2 separate regions of the Sus scrofa genome follow, and region 2 is linked to region 1. Evidence: chromatin contacts called from public promoter capture Hi-C data. All regions are on one chromosome and are shown on one strand. Each heading gives the region's core, a stretch centred on a gene start, on an enhancer-like site or on the middle of the called end of the contact. The rest is flanking DNA. Distances are from core to core; before and after follow the strand shown. Region 1 holds the start of DIEXF (digestive organ expansion factor homolog). Region 2 holds the start of G0S2 (G0/G1 switch 2).

The links. Promoter capture Hi-C pulls out the DNA fragments that hold promoters and counts their contacts.
Region 2: a contact with region 1 is called in a promoter capture Hi-C map of fetal liver, with 2.2 times the contacts expected there. The contact joins the promoter of G0S2 here to the promoter of DIEXF in region 1. A contact is called at or near these places in 1 of 5 promoter capture datasets (fetal liver) and 2 of 47 Hi-C or Micro-C datasets (blood and embryonic fibroblasts).

Annotation. Positions count from the first base shown.
Region 1 is chr9:133,138,542-133,144,227 of Sscrofa11.1, forward strand. It overlaps DIEXF (digestive organ expansion factor homolog), which reads right to left and starts at 2,717. Exons shown (of 12, transcript XM_003130420.6): 1 at 2,502-2,717; 2 at 1,692-1,731; 3 at 754-1,009. The coding sequence starts at 2,608. LOC102159985 (a long non-coding RNA gene) reads left to right here and starts at 2,743. Exons shown (of 3, transcript XR_305746.3): 1 at 2,743-2,878; 2 at 4,869-4,936; 3 at 5,590-5,686.
Region 2 is chr9:133,285,304-133,290,885 of Sscrofa11.1, forward strand. G0S2 (G0/G1 switch 2) reads right to left here and starts at 2,439. Exons shown (of 1, transcript NM_001286804.1): 1 at 2,022-2,439. The coding sequence starts at 2,413. The coding sequence ends at 2,102.

The DNA.
Region 1 (5,686 bases), core at 1,467-3,966:
TCATCGACAGTGAAAAAAGCAGGTCAGTGCTTGCCTGACGCCAGGCCTGGGAAACCGGCTGTAAAAGCACCAGAAGAGATTTCTGTAGGTGTTGGAAAGGTTCTTCATTTTGTCCTGGTGCTGGTAATATATACACATTTGTCAAAACTCATCAAATTACATACTTGAGATGGTCACACTTTACTGTATGCAAATCACACCTCAATAAAGTTGATCTAAAGGTGAAAAGTCACTTAAAAGTCTGGGTGTGACATGGTCCTTTAAGCTTTTCAGTCCCAGTGCTTCCCTGGGGTCTTCCCTCAGGTATCCCATCAGCATGGTGGGACCACTTCATGTCCCTTCAACACCTTAGACCTAGCCATTCCATTCGAATCTGCTGCTTAAAAAGTTTTGTATATTGTATCGCTCTTACCGTAAACTTGGTTTCCCTATGGGAGGAACAATAATCTCTTTAAAAAATTTGAGACCATCACAAAAACAGAATTATGTTCTCTTTCCTCTCAATCAGGGGAACTTGAACTAGGATTGATGAAGTCCTGGAAATCATAAGCAAAAATGTCATTTCTGCATTTTTCTGGCCAGAGAGCCCTAGGTTTTCATCAGAGTCTCAAAGGTATCACCGAGCCCAGCAGGGTTAAGAATCTCTGCTTTGGGTCCGTGTGTTTTCACCCGGCTCACGCAGGACAGGGTGCCGCGCCCACGGGGCCAGCTGTCTGTGGTCCTGGCAAAGAGGAGCCCAGCAAAGACACTCACTCTCGCGCGTGTCTGCAGACTCTGCTGCCAGGTCTTCCTCCGCACTCACGTCGCCATCACCTTCTTCAAGATCCATTTCTGCCTCATCTACAACACTGCCTTCTTCCTCCTCTTCTTCCTCTTCTTCCTCTTCCTCCTCCTCCTCCTCCTCCTTGGAAACACTCTTTAACGTAGCGAGAAGTCTGTGATAACCAGAAACTTGTTCTGGTTCACTCTCCGCTTCACTTTCAGAACTCGAAGAATCTGAACTCTCTGACTAAAAGGAAAATGGGGATTTTAAAAACAAAATTCATATTGTTCTCGTTGCTACTCCATGACGACCATCAGGCCCACAGTGCAAGAGGCTGAGACTTTTCTAAATAAAAATTAGCTTCTCTGCAAATATGCAATCTTATCTATTCAACCAAGCCTAGCACCAAATTTATTTGATAGCTAATCTAGCTATGATTCTAGAAGCTCTTCATCTTCTTTGAATTGCTAATCTTGCACAAGGAGAAAGTCTAAAAACAGAGCTTAGGTTGTCTGTATTAACCTATGTGTCAGATATTTGGCACATTTAAAGGAGCAAGAGGAAAAATTGCAACAAAAAATGCAGTAGTTTTTTTCTGCATTTGTGGTAATAAGACCTTTGATGACTTCGCACGCTATTGTATGTTAAGCAAACAAGGCATTCCCCTCTTAAGACTCACCAAGAGCCCTCTGCTTAACAGGTCCTAACAAGCTAATCTCTCACGACAACGTCAAACTTTGGGTACTGTATTAGTTATCACAATGGCATTTTAACCAACATCTGCATTCAAAGCTAAGCAACATTACCAAAATAAAAGCTTACATCTAAAATCGAAAAGAACGCAAGTGCAGGCAAACTGTACTATTATATAGAACCTTAAAAGTAACAACCCAGAATCAGTTATCATAAAGAAGGCATAAAGCATTACCAGGTGACAAATCTGTGGTTTTGCTTCCTTTCTGGAAACCCTGAGAAGAAATAGGCAATGTTAAACTCTTAACTACTAGTATTCGGCAATTAATAAAAATGTCTAAAGATAGGACTTTAAGTGAACATGGCAGACATTATAAACACATCATAACTACAGTCACGTAAAAACTCCGTAGGTACTGGGACGAGGATTGTACGAATGTGCCAAATAGAAAATAATCGATAAAAAAAAAAAAGTTTAACAAGGTCACATGACAAATAGCAGTCACACAATACCTGGCTCTCATCCAAAAAATGGGAAAACTGTCAAATAAAAGTCTTCGGGGTTCACCACTTCCAGCAAGTCCCTCTAATTGTTGATAAAGCGGCCTAAAGTGGTGGGATGAGCACTAAAGTAGGATCATAACTGAGAGTCTGGACACTTACAGAGGAACCCACAACTACCGAGACATCAGTTCCGTCACTGTCATTGAATTGATCGGTGATGTCGAAGGTCCCACGTGTGGGACCAATCCTTGGAAAGCACGCACACACACAAATTCAGAAAACCAGCCCCATAAGGAGGCGTGCGGTCTAGCATAGAGTTATCAGCTCAAAGTTAGACCCGTGAAGAACCGCATCTCAGGCGGAAGCCGCCAGTCTTCCCAGCCGACCAAGGCCGGCGCGGGGCGCGCAGGAAGCGGCGGGAGCTGCCCCGTCCCCGTCCCCGTCCCCGTCCCGGGGACCCGCGGACCGAGCGCCGAAAAGCACGCGGGCTCCCAGCGGGAGAAGACGCCGGCTGCCCTGGCCCCAGCCGCGCCCCTCCCACCTGTCGTAGAAGGGATGCTCCTCGCCGAAATCGCGGAGATGCTTCTTCTGCTTCTTAGTCAGAGTGTTGATCAGCTGGCTCTGGCTCCGGCTCCCGCGTTTGCCCATGGCGATCACAACTTCGCCCCCTTCCAAGGGGCCCGCTTTTCACCTGGAAGTAATCTCGCCAACCGACCCACGCGGGCTCGCCGGCAGCGCTTTACGGCAGAAGCAGCGTGCCATAAAGCAGGCCCGCTTTACGTCGCGCTTGTACGACAGGCGTTAAAACTTCCTGGTTTCCATTCCGCCCCCTGGCGACGCTCTTTGGAAGCACATGTACGCACGCCCATTTTTTCTCTGAGCCCCAGAAGGAAGGCGGACAGGCTTCGGCTTCCCCAGGTGGGTACAAAGGTGCGTGGTACTTTGCTCGTCACTTTCGGTTGTGAGAATCGGCCTGCGTAAACGTGTAGTAGTGGAGGTGGTTGAATGCAGTGCCTTTATATTATGCCACAATAAAAACGCAACCAGCCTTTAAGGGTGCGGGAGCATCTCAAGACTCCTCACAGCAGTTGACAAATAGGTCTTGTTCAAAAGCCTGCTATTTTAAATGAGAAAAGGGATGCTTAGAAAGGGTTACGTGCACACGAGCGAAAGAGGAGCTGGAAACCCAAGTCTGCTGCGACCACAGGTTTTTTCCCCTAGGATGTGCCACAGGTGTGGGGAGGCAAGGCTGAGATTCGCACCCTTGCCCTTCCCCTTCCCCTCATTTTACTGAAGTATTGCAGGATCCCCGGTAACTCATCTATTCCGACATTTTTCATGGTACTAGAGCAGAACTCCATCCGGAGAGGTAAAGTGATTTCCTAAGTCACCCAGAGAGACGGTGTTAGAGAAAGCAGTAAAGCCCAATCAGGTGTCCCAAGACCGAACTCGAAGCCGGACGGAGCACTTTCAAAGGGGAAGTAACTGGAGCTTCCACTGTGGCCCCGCGGATTAAGGACCTAACATGGTCTCCGTGAGGATGCAGGTTTGATCGCTGGCTTCCTTCAGTGGGTTAAACATTTGCCATGTAGTTCACAGGTGCAGCTCTGATCCGGTGTGGCTGTGGTGTAGGCTGGCAGTTACAGCTCTAATTTGACCCCTAGCCTGGGAACTTCCATGGCAGGTGCAGCCCTTAAAAAGAAAAAGAAAGGGCAGGGGTGGGGTGGGGGGTAGTAACTGTTCTATATCTTGATCATGGTGATAGTTACACCTTGTATAATTAAGAAAACAGTACGTTTGAAATTGGTACATTTTGGCTGTGGCTAGGCCAGCGGCTGCAGCTCCGCCTAGCCTGGGAACGTCCATATGCTGCAGGTTTGGGCCTAAAAAGCAAAATAAAATAAAATAATAAAATAAAACAGGTACATTTTAATGTAAGCAAATAATAACCTCAAGAAACAAAGAGAAAAAACAAACACCAACTGGACTTAACACTCCAGAAAGGTGTGTGCTCCTTAAAGACCGCAGTATCCACACAGAGAGACACTATTCCTGAGAGTAACTTACAGTGTCATGTCCTGTAAAAACAAAGTGCTTCTTCATAGACTGCAGAATTCACTTTAATGTTTAAGGTAGAACAAGAGCTTTCAAAGATAGCGTTCCCTGCCCTTGCTATTAGAGGAGCGCCTGTGGGAGCATTGGAGCTCTGTCCAATACCACGTCATGCCTCTAGAAGTTGCGATAGAACTATTCCAATCCTGTTCTTGGTGGTTTTAGTCACCGTTTCCTCCTCCTAATTAGATTCAGGGAGACCGGGGTGGGGTAGGGAGGGGAGGGAGGAAGAATCAAGAAAGTATGCAAACAGCAGGTAGTGCCAGCCGCTGGCCCAGCCAAGGAGCCCTTAAACAAACAGACATCTGTCTTCTGTCTAATTTCAAGATAAAAAGTACAGTCACTTATGTCAACAAAAGGCTGTTTGCAAAATGTCATCATATATTTGAAGGCACTCACCACAACATAACCTGGCGGTGACAATAAAGCCATCCTTTTTTTCTGCCCTCCCTCCATTCCAAGTGCCCCAGCTTCCCTCCCCAGAGGCAACCAGTGTCTTGGTGTTCTTCCAGAGATCTTCTATGAAAGAGCTATGCTCTTGAGGGCTTGAGGTGACGCCTTACTCTCTCCTGGTTTGCACGTCGTTGTCCTGTGGAAAGGTCTAGACGGTTCCCAGGTTTCGGACACAACTGGGCCCTGACTCCACCCACGAGGTCTCCTTCTTGGCACACTGAGCCATGGAGAAGGAGCCCGCCTCTGAAACTGTTTCTATTAGCCTTTGACAATGGAAAAGGGGCCGCTTGTGCAATTTTAACCCGTGCGTTCAGAATGTAAACCTTTTTGTTCCCGCCTCCAGGGAAAGTTCTTAGTAAAACCCACGCGAAGAAGATGCCTGTGCCAATTAGTAGAGTCCTTAGGAAGATGGTAAGAAGGCAGCATTGTTCTTCCCTTTCTTCTGCCCACACTCAGCCCTTCCTTTTCCCTCCTCCGAGCTTTTCCTTTTCCCTTCCCTTCAGGCGCTCAGTATTTTCACGGGGAAAAACAGTTCAGGAAATAATCTTTTATACTAGTTTGTAAAGAGATGCTGATGTTGCTTTTCCCTGGGTATTTTTCCATTCGGGGAGACCCCCTAGGATAATGATCTCAAGGGGTGGGAGGACGGCTGTCTCTTAGACAAGATTGTCAGACTATTCGGAAAGGTGTTAGTGTGTCTTTGTTAAATAACTTTTTCTTTGGAAAATTTCAAGTATACACCAAAGTAGACAAAATGGTACCAGGCCCCCCACATACCGATCCCTCAGCATCACCCCAAGAACATCTTGCTTCGTATGTACTCCTGCCCTTTACCCCTGACCCACTTTTTTATTTTATTATTTTGGAGCAAATCCCAGACATCCTATTTCATCTGTAAATAATTTTTAATATCTAAAAGATAAGCATTTTCTTCAACATAACCTCAGTGGCCCTATTTCACCCCAAGTAGGTGATAACAATTATTTAATATCATCATGTAACCTGTCAGTGTTCAAATTTCTAATTGTCTTTTAAATGCCATCTTTTTTTTTTTACACTGTTAGTTTCACGTGTTCTGCTGTTCACTGCATTTCTCCTGAAGACATCGTTGGATCTAGAACTTGGATCACACTTCAGCGTAGTTGCTGTTTCAGCCTCCAT
Region 2 (5,582 bases), core at 1,189-3,688, 150 kb after region 1:
GGACGTGATTTGATAGATAGTTTGACAAGAGGCAGAATATTTGAAATCACACCTCTCTTGGGGAATTTGAGGTATATGATATTGGAAGGTGTGGAGCTCCTGGGTGGGCAGGCATTCCATTGCGAAGAGTAATGTGCACAAAAGTGTAGCAAACAGAAGGGGAGTTCCCATTGTGGCTCAGTGGGTTAAGGGCCTTACGTTGTCTCTGTGCTCAATCCCTGGCCTTGTGCAGTGGGTTAAGGATCCAGTGTTGCCACAAGCCACAACAGATGCTGCTTGGATCCCTTGTTGATGTGGCTGTGGCATAGGTGGAGCCTACAGCTGGTGGCGTTGCAGCTCTGATGCCCTGGCCTGGGAACTTCCGTATGCCACAAGTGTGGCTGTGACAAAGGGAAACAAATGACCAGATGGGGACTAGGAGGGTCCTGGGGTTCATCTGAGCAGCCTGAGAAGTCTAGAGGGAGGGCTGAGAGGCGAGCAGGTCGTGGAGACGCAGGAAAACCTGGCACGGGAGTTGAGGCTCTGATGGGTTTTGAGTGGAGGAAGAACGGCACTGAAGGGAGGGTACCCCAGCCTGGCAGTGGATGTTTGGGGGCCAGTGTGCTGGAGAGTGCAGGAGGTGGTCTGACACGTTGACAGCTGGACCAGGTGGTGGGAGAATAATAAACCTAACAGACAAGGCACTTGCGAAGGAGAACTGGAGGAATGAGTGTGGGTGAACTCCTGAGAGATTCTGGACGCTTCAGGTGAGGCTGTGTCACCTTAATATAAGGTCAAGTTTCCCATTTGGGAAACTAGGAGGACAGTGTTTCCACTGATAGTCTTCTTTCCCCTTGATAAATCTCACCTTCTCCTGACCCTGCTTTCATGTGGAGTGATAAGGATCGATTGGGGGCAGAGACAGCACTTGCTCCGGGCCAGGAACACTGGGTAGAATTCGAGCTGGCAGAAATAAAACGGAAGGGTTTATTGCGGAAGAGGGTGGTGGTGGAGCGAGTCTGGGCATCGTTACGTTTAGCGAAAATGCATGGCTCTTGATGGCGAGAGTGACACATCTGCACCTGGACAGGGCAGAGACGTATTAAAATGGAGAGGAGAGTGGCATCAGGCCCATGTCCCTTGCCACCTCTTTAAGAGCCATTGCTTAAAATTTCCGGAGCTGACACTGGACTAGCTGTTACTACAGAGCAAGCGCTGTCCCTGGAGGAAGAGGACTCAGGCCTGGGATAACCAGTCTTTTCTCCTTCTAACTTAGAGTTTCTTACTGTGATTTGACTTTGTGAGGAGGAAGGCTGGGTAGAGCCAGATAATCCAGTTAAATGTTCTTGGGAGGCTGTTTTCCCTCTTTGCCTGCCAGCTAGCCAGTTCCCGCCCCCCGCCCCCCTCCCCACTAAAATGCAGTTAGCAAGAAAGAGGCATCAGTCATGGGAGCCTCTGGTTGTGCAGGTGTGAGATGGCAAATAAGTTTTCTACCCTAGAATTCATCAGTGTCTCTCACTCACTCTAGCCCAGAAGTTGATCGATCCTCTGCTCTTCAAATGGTGAGTCCAGTGGGACTTAGAAATACGTTCCTCTCGTCCCACTGGTAACACAAAGCAAAAACAAATCCTCCACAGACTTGTAAGCATGTAGCATCCACATGGGAGCCCTGGGCAGGGAAGCAGGTATGGCCTGATCTTCAGGCGACCCCCTTCAGCAGCATGCCCGGCCCCCTACTGCCCGCCCCAGGGAACCGTGCTGCTCTGGAATCCGAGGCTGAGATAAAGTACAAAACGGTTTTTATTTCAAAATGCACAAGGGTGTTCACTGAACACCCACTGAAATCATTATCATCATCACAGTATAACAATAATAACGTAGACAGCACTTCTCGGCCTAGTGCAAAGGGCCAGGTAACTCCGCTCAGGTGCCTCGTTCTGGACTGGGCCTTCCGCGGTGCTGCACAGCAGCAAAACTCATCCCAAACGCCTTAGGGTGGATCCGAGTGTCAGTTCAGTTCTAGCACTCAGGGGCTTCTCAGAAGCAAGTCCAAACGTAAGGCGACGCTCTGGCTCGCCCTCCTCGCCGTCTCTCCGCCACCCTCCGCGGCCCCGCAGGGTTCCTAGGAGGCGTGCAGCCGGTGGGAGAGGGCCCGGCAGCCCCGGCCCGTCTGCCGCCGCTTGTCCTTCTCCAGCTGGGCCGGCTCCGGGGGCGCCTTTCGCTCCCGGGCGGCCCGCAGCTCGGCCACGGCGGCCTCCCGGTCCCGCAGGCGGCCGGCGGCCGTGAAGGGGCTGCACACGGTCTCCATCAGGCCGAGCACCGCGCCGAGAAAGGCCAGCAGGCCGCCCAGCAGGTACAGCTTCACCAGCTTGCGGCTGGGCTTGTGGGCCATCAGCTCCTTGGCCAGAGGCATCAGCTCCTGGATCGTTTCCATCTCGGCTCCGGGCTCTCGGGCCGGGGTGACCTGCGGGGGCAGCGGAGCAGGGAAGGGGCCCGTTAGCCACCGGGGACGGCTGCCGCCTCCTGCGCCGCCCGCCCGCGGCTCCCTCGGAGGAGGCCCGCAGACCCGGCAGCCCGCCCGAAACCCCGCGTCCTTCGCCGCTGGCTTCACCTGAAGGCCCGCGCGAGCGGGAGGCAGCGCTGGCACAGCCGGCAATCGCCGAGGGCGTGGGTCCCGCGCCTCCGCCTGCTCCGCCTCCGCAGCCGCGGCTCTTCGGGATGGAGACGCAGCAACTGGCCCTGAGGACGCAGCAACTGGCCCCGGTCAGCGCCCCGGGGCACTTTATAGTTTCCCTCCGAGCCCCGCCTCCCGGGCTCCGGGCGCTGGGGCTGCTGCTGCGAGAGCCGGAGAGGAGGGGGAGGAAGGGGACGGGGAGGAAGAGCAGGGGGAGGAAGCGGAGAGGGGGGCGGGGGGGGGGTGGAAGCGGGCCAGGGACCATGAGGGAGGCGGCCGAGAGCTGTGCCCGAGGGCGCTGGGGCTGCGGGGGAGGGCGAGCCAGGCTGCACGCGCGCGCGGACGAGGACCGGCGGCCCGGGCAGGTGTCCGCATCCGTTGGCGGTGTGGGTGGGCCAGAGCTTGCCTCGGGCCAGGGGGCAGTCTGAGAAGGACCCCTTATGAGGACACCCGGGGTGCTCCCCAACTGAAAAGTCAGTTTTTATTCGGAAAGTTTGTCATCGTCCCACACGTGTAGGGATGAAGGTAGAAGGCAAGGGTCTCCAGGCTGTGGAAGGCAGTTTGTCCTTGGACTTTCTCCTCCTGGTGAAAAGTAGGCGCTTGCATTGCTAGAGCCGTATGACAGACTCGTTGAGAGTGCCCTTTATGCATAGATGTGCGTTTACGTGTGTGTGCGTTTGTATGTGTGCTTCTGCGTCTCAGGGATCTGCCATTAAATCCAAATTGTCCTCGTTCCGTTTGGGAAGTGCAGTTGGGGCCTGGGAGGAGGTGAGCATGGAAGGGATAAAAGTTTGCCTGCATCTCATGCTCTCCTCGGTAATTACACACCGCTTCCCCAGATCTGGGGCCACACAGCTGTACCAGCTCAGCTTGGCATAGAAACAGTTTAGGAGCAGAAGGGTGGGAGCAGACAGTTTGGGTAAGAGGCTAAAGGATAGAGAGCGTTCTTGGAAGCATGAGGAAGGTAGGGTTGACATTAACCAGGATTAAGCATCATCCACCGTTATGGGGGGTGTTCTGGCTTAGCTTGGATTATCCACACCCCAGAGTCAGCAAGTAGGGGAAGAGGAGAGACCTCTTCAAGTACAGCCAGGGAGCCAGCAGGGAGAGGAGGGGAAATCAGATGGACGGAGAATTGCAGAGGTCGGTGACGCAATCTTACAACAGCCTGTGCACGTCCGTCAGGCCGGGCTCTGCGGGCAGGAACCCAGGGAAGGCTGTTTCAGGGAGCACATATTTGGGTCGTTAGAAATTGTAGCCAGTAATCTTTCTTTGGGGTCTGAGGCAATTTTCTAGCCAGTTTAATTTTAAAAAGGCAGTAATAACAACTGCCCTTCGTTTTGGCTATTAGTAGTTCAGTTAGTAGCGTTTCTGCGTATGGACTGGGCAAGGTGACCTAAAGAGCTTCTTTGAAATTCTACATTTTCGTCTGTGCACGAGCAGTCGAGGTGACAAGGGGCCAAATAGGGATGATTCCTAGAGGCTTGTGTCCCCTGCCTATTATTCTTTTTAACCTTGTCAGGCAGGACAATTATGTAACAAGTCAGATGAATATGAGTCTTGACATTTTCTTTGAATCTTCCTTGTGATTTTGGAGAAGTCTCTAGTAACTGGCAGAAATGATCTATGAGCTTTCTCAAGATCTGGGAGACTTTCAAACATTGCGGCTTCTGGGAGAGGCTGTGCCGTGCACCTCAAAATTGGGGCTTTCACGTGGTTTCCGCTCTGAAGGTGAGTCAGCCCTTTGGAGCTTTGGACCCAAAACTCCGAAATTGACTCTTCAGCAAGCATTTCCGGTATTTCTGTAACTCGAAGACGCAAACTGCACATGGTCCAAGGTCAGCAGGCTGTCATTCATCTGGGGTTCCCCCTTCATGTGGTTGGCCGCAGTAGGACACATCACCACCTTGGGTGGGGTCCCCTCTTCCCCTCTCTGATAACCCAAGTTTGACCCCCAGGCCCTACCAGCTTGCTAGGCAGGGCTGGGCAGAGAGGGCGGCTCACGGCACGGATTGGGGTCGCTGGTGGATTTGGTGTTCCTGGGTTAGCTGGTTGCTGGGGCTGAGTGCGAGATGGTGGGACCAGAGGGCTGAGGAATCCAGGGTCACCTCACACCTAAGAATTTCTGACACAGTTTCTCTGTCTGGGTGGCAGAGAGAACCCAGTGTGTAGAGTAGGAGTTTGGCTAGGGCTTGGCAAACTAAGCACCTGCTTTGACTGTGCTGATGTGTCCTTAGGGGCGGAAAGCCCTGTGTTGCATCATGCTGGTCAGACACAGGTTGCAGCCATCAAGGTCAGATCAGCCGTAGTCTGGCCAAACCATCACAGTTTGCCTGGGGCTGAGGAGTTTCTCCAAGATGTAGGCCTTACAGCACTGCAGCTAGGGCAGTTCTGGGCAGACTGGAGCCCTTGAGTCTATCCCAACATGGAATTCTTGCCATTTCTAGGCAGGCAGGAGTGGTCAGTTTAAAATTAGTTTATTTTGCTTTCTAAATTCCTCCTCTCTGGAGTTCCCATCATGGCTCAGCAGGAACAAACCCAACTAGTATCCGTGTGGCTTGCTCATTGGGTTAAGGATCTAGTGTTGCCCTGAGCTGTGGTGTAGGCCACAGACGTGGCTTGGATCCTGTATTGCTGTGGCTGTGGTGTAGGCTGGCAGTTGCAGCTCTGATTGGACCCCTAGGCTGGGAACTTCCATACACCACAGGTGTGGCCCTAAAAAGACAATTGATCGATCAATCAATCAATCCATTTCTCCCAAACGTTAAAACATTCAGAGCTATCAGCAGAAGAAGCAATCACACAGGGGCAACCGGTGGTCCGAGGAGTAAGTACAGAAGAGGGTACAGCTGTTCCAACAACTGTGCCGAGGGGTTTGAGGGAACAGGGGACAGAGGTCTTTTGGATGGTTAGTTGTGTATAAGCCTCC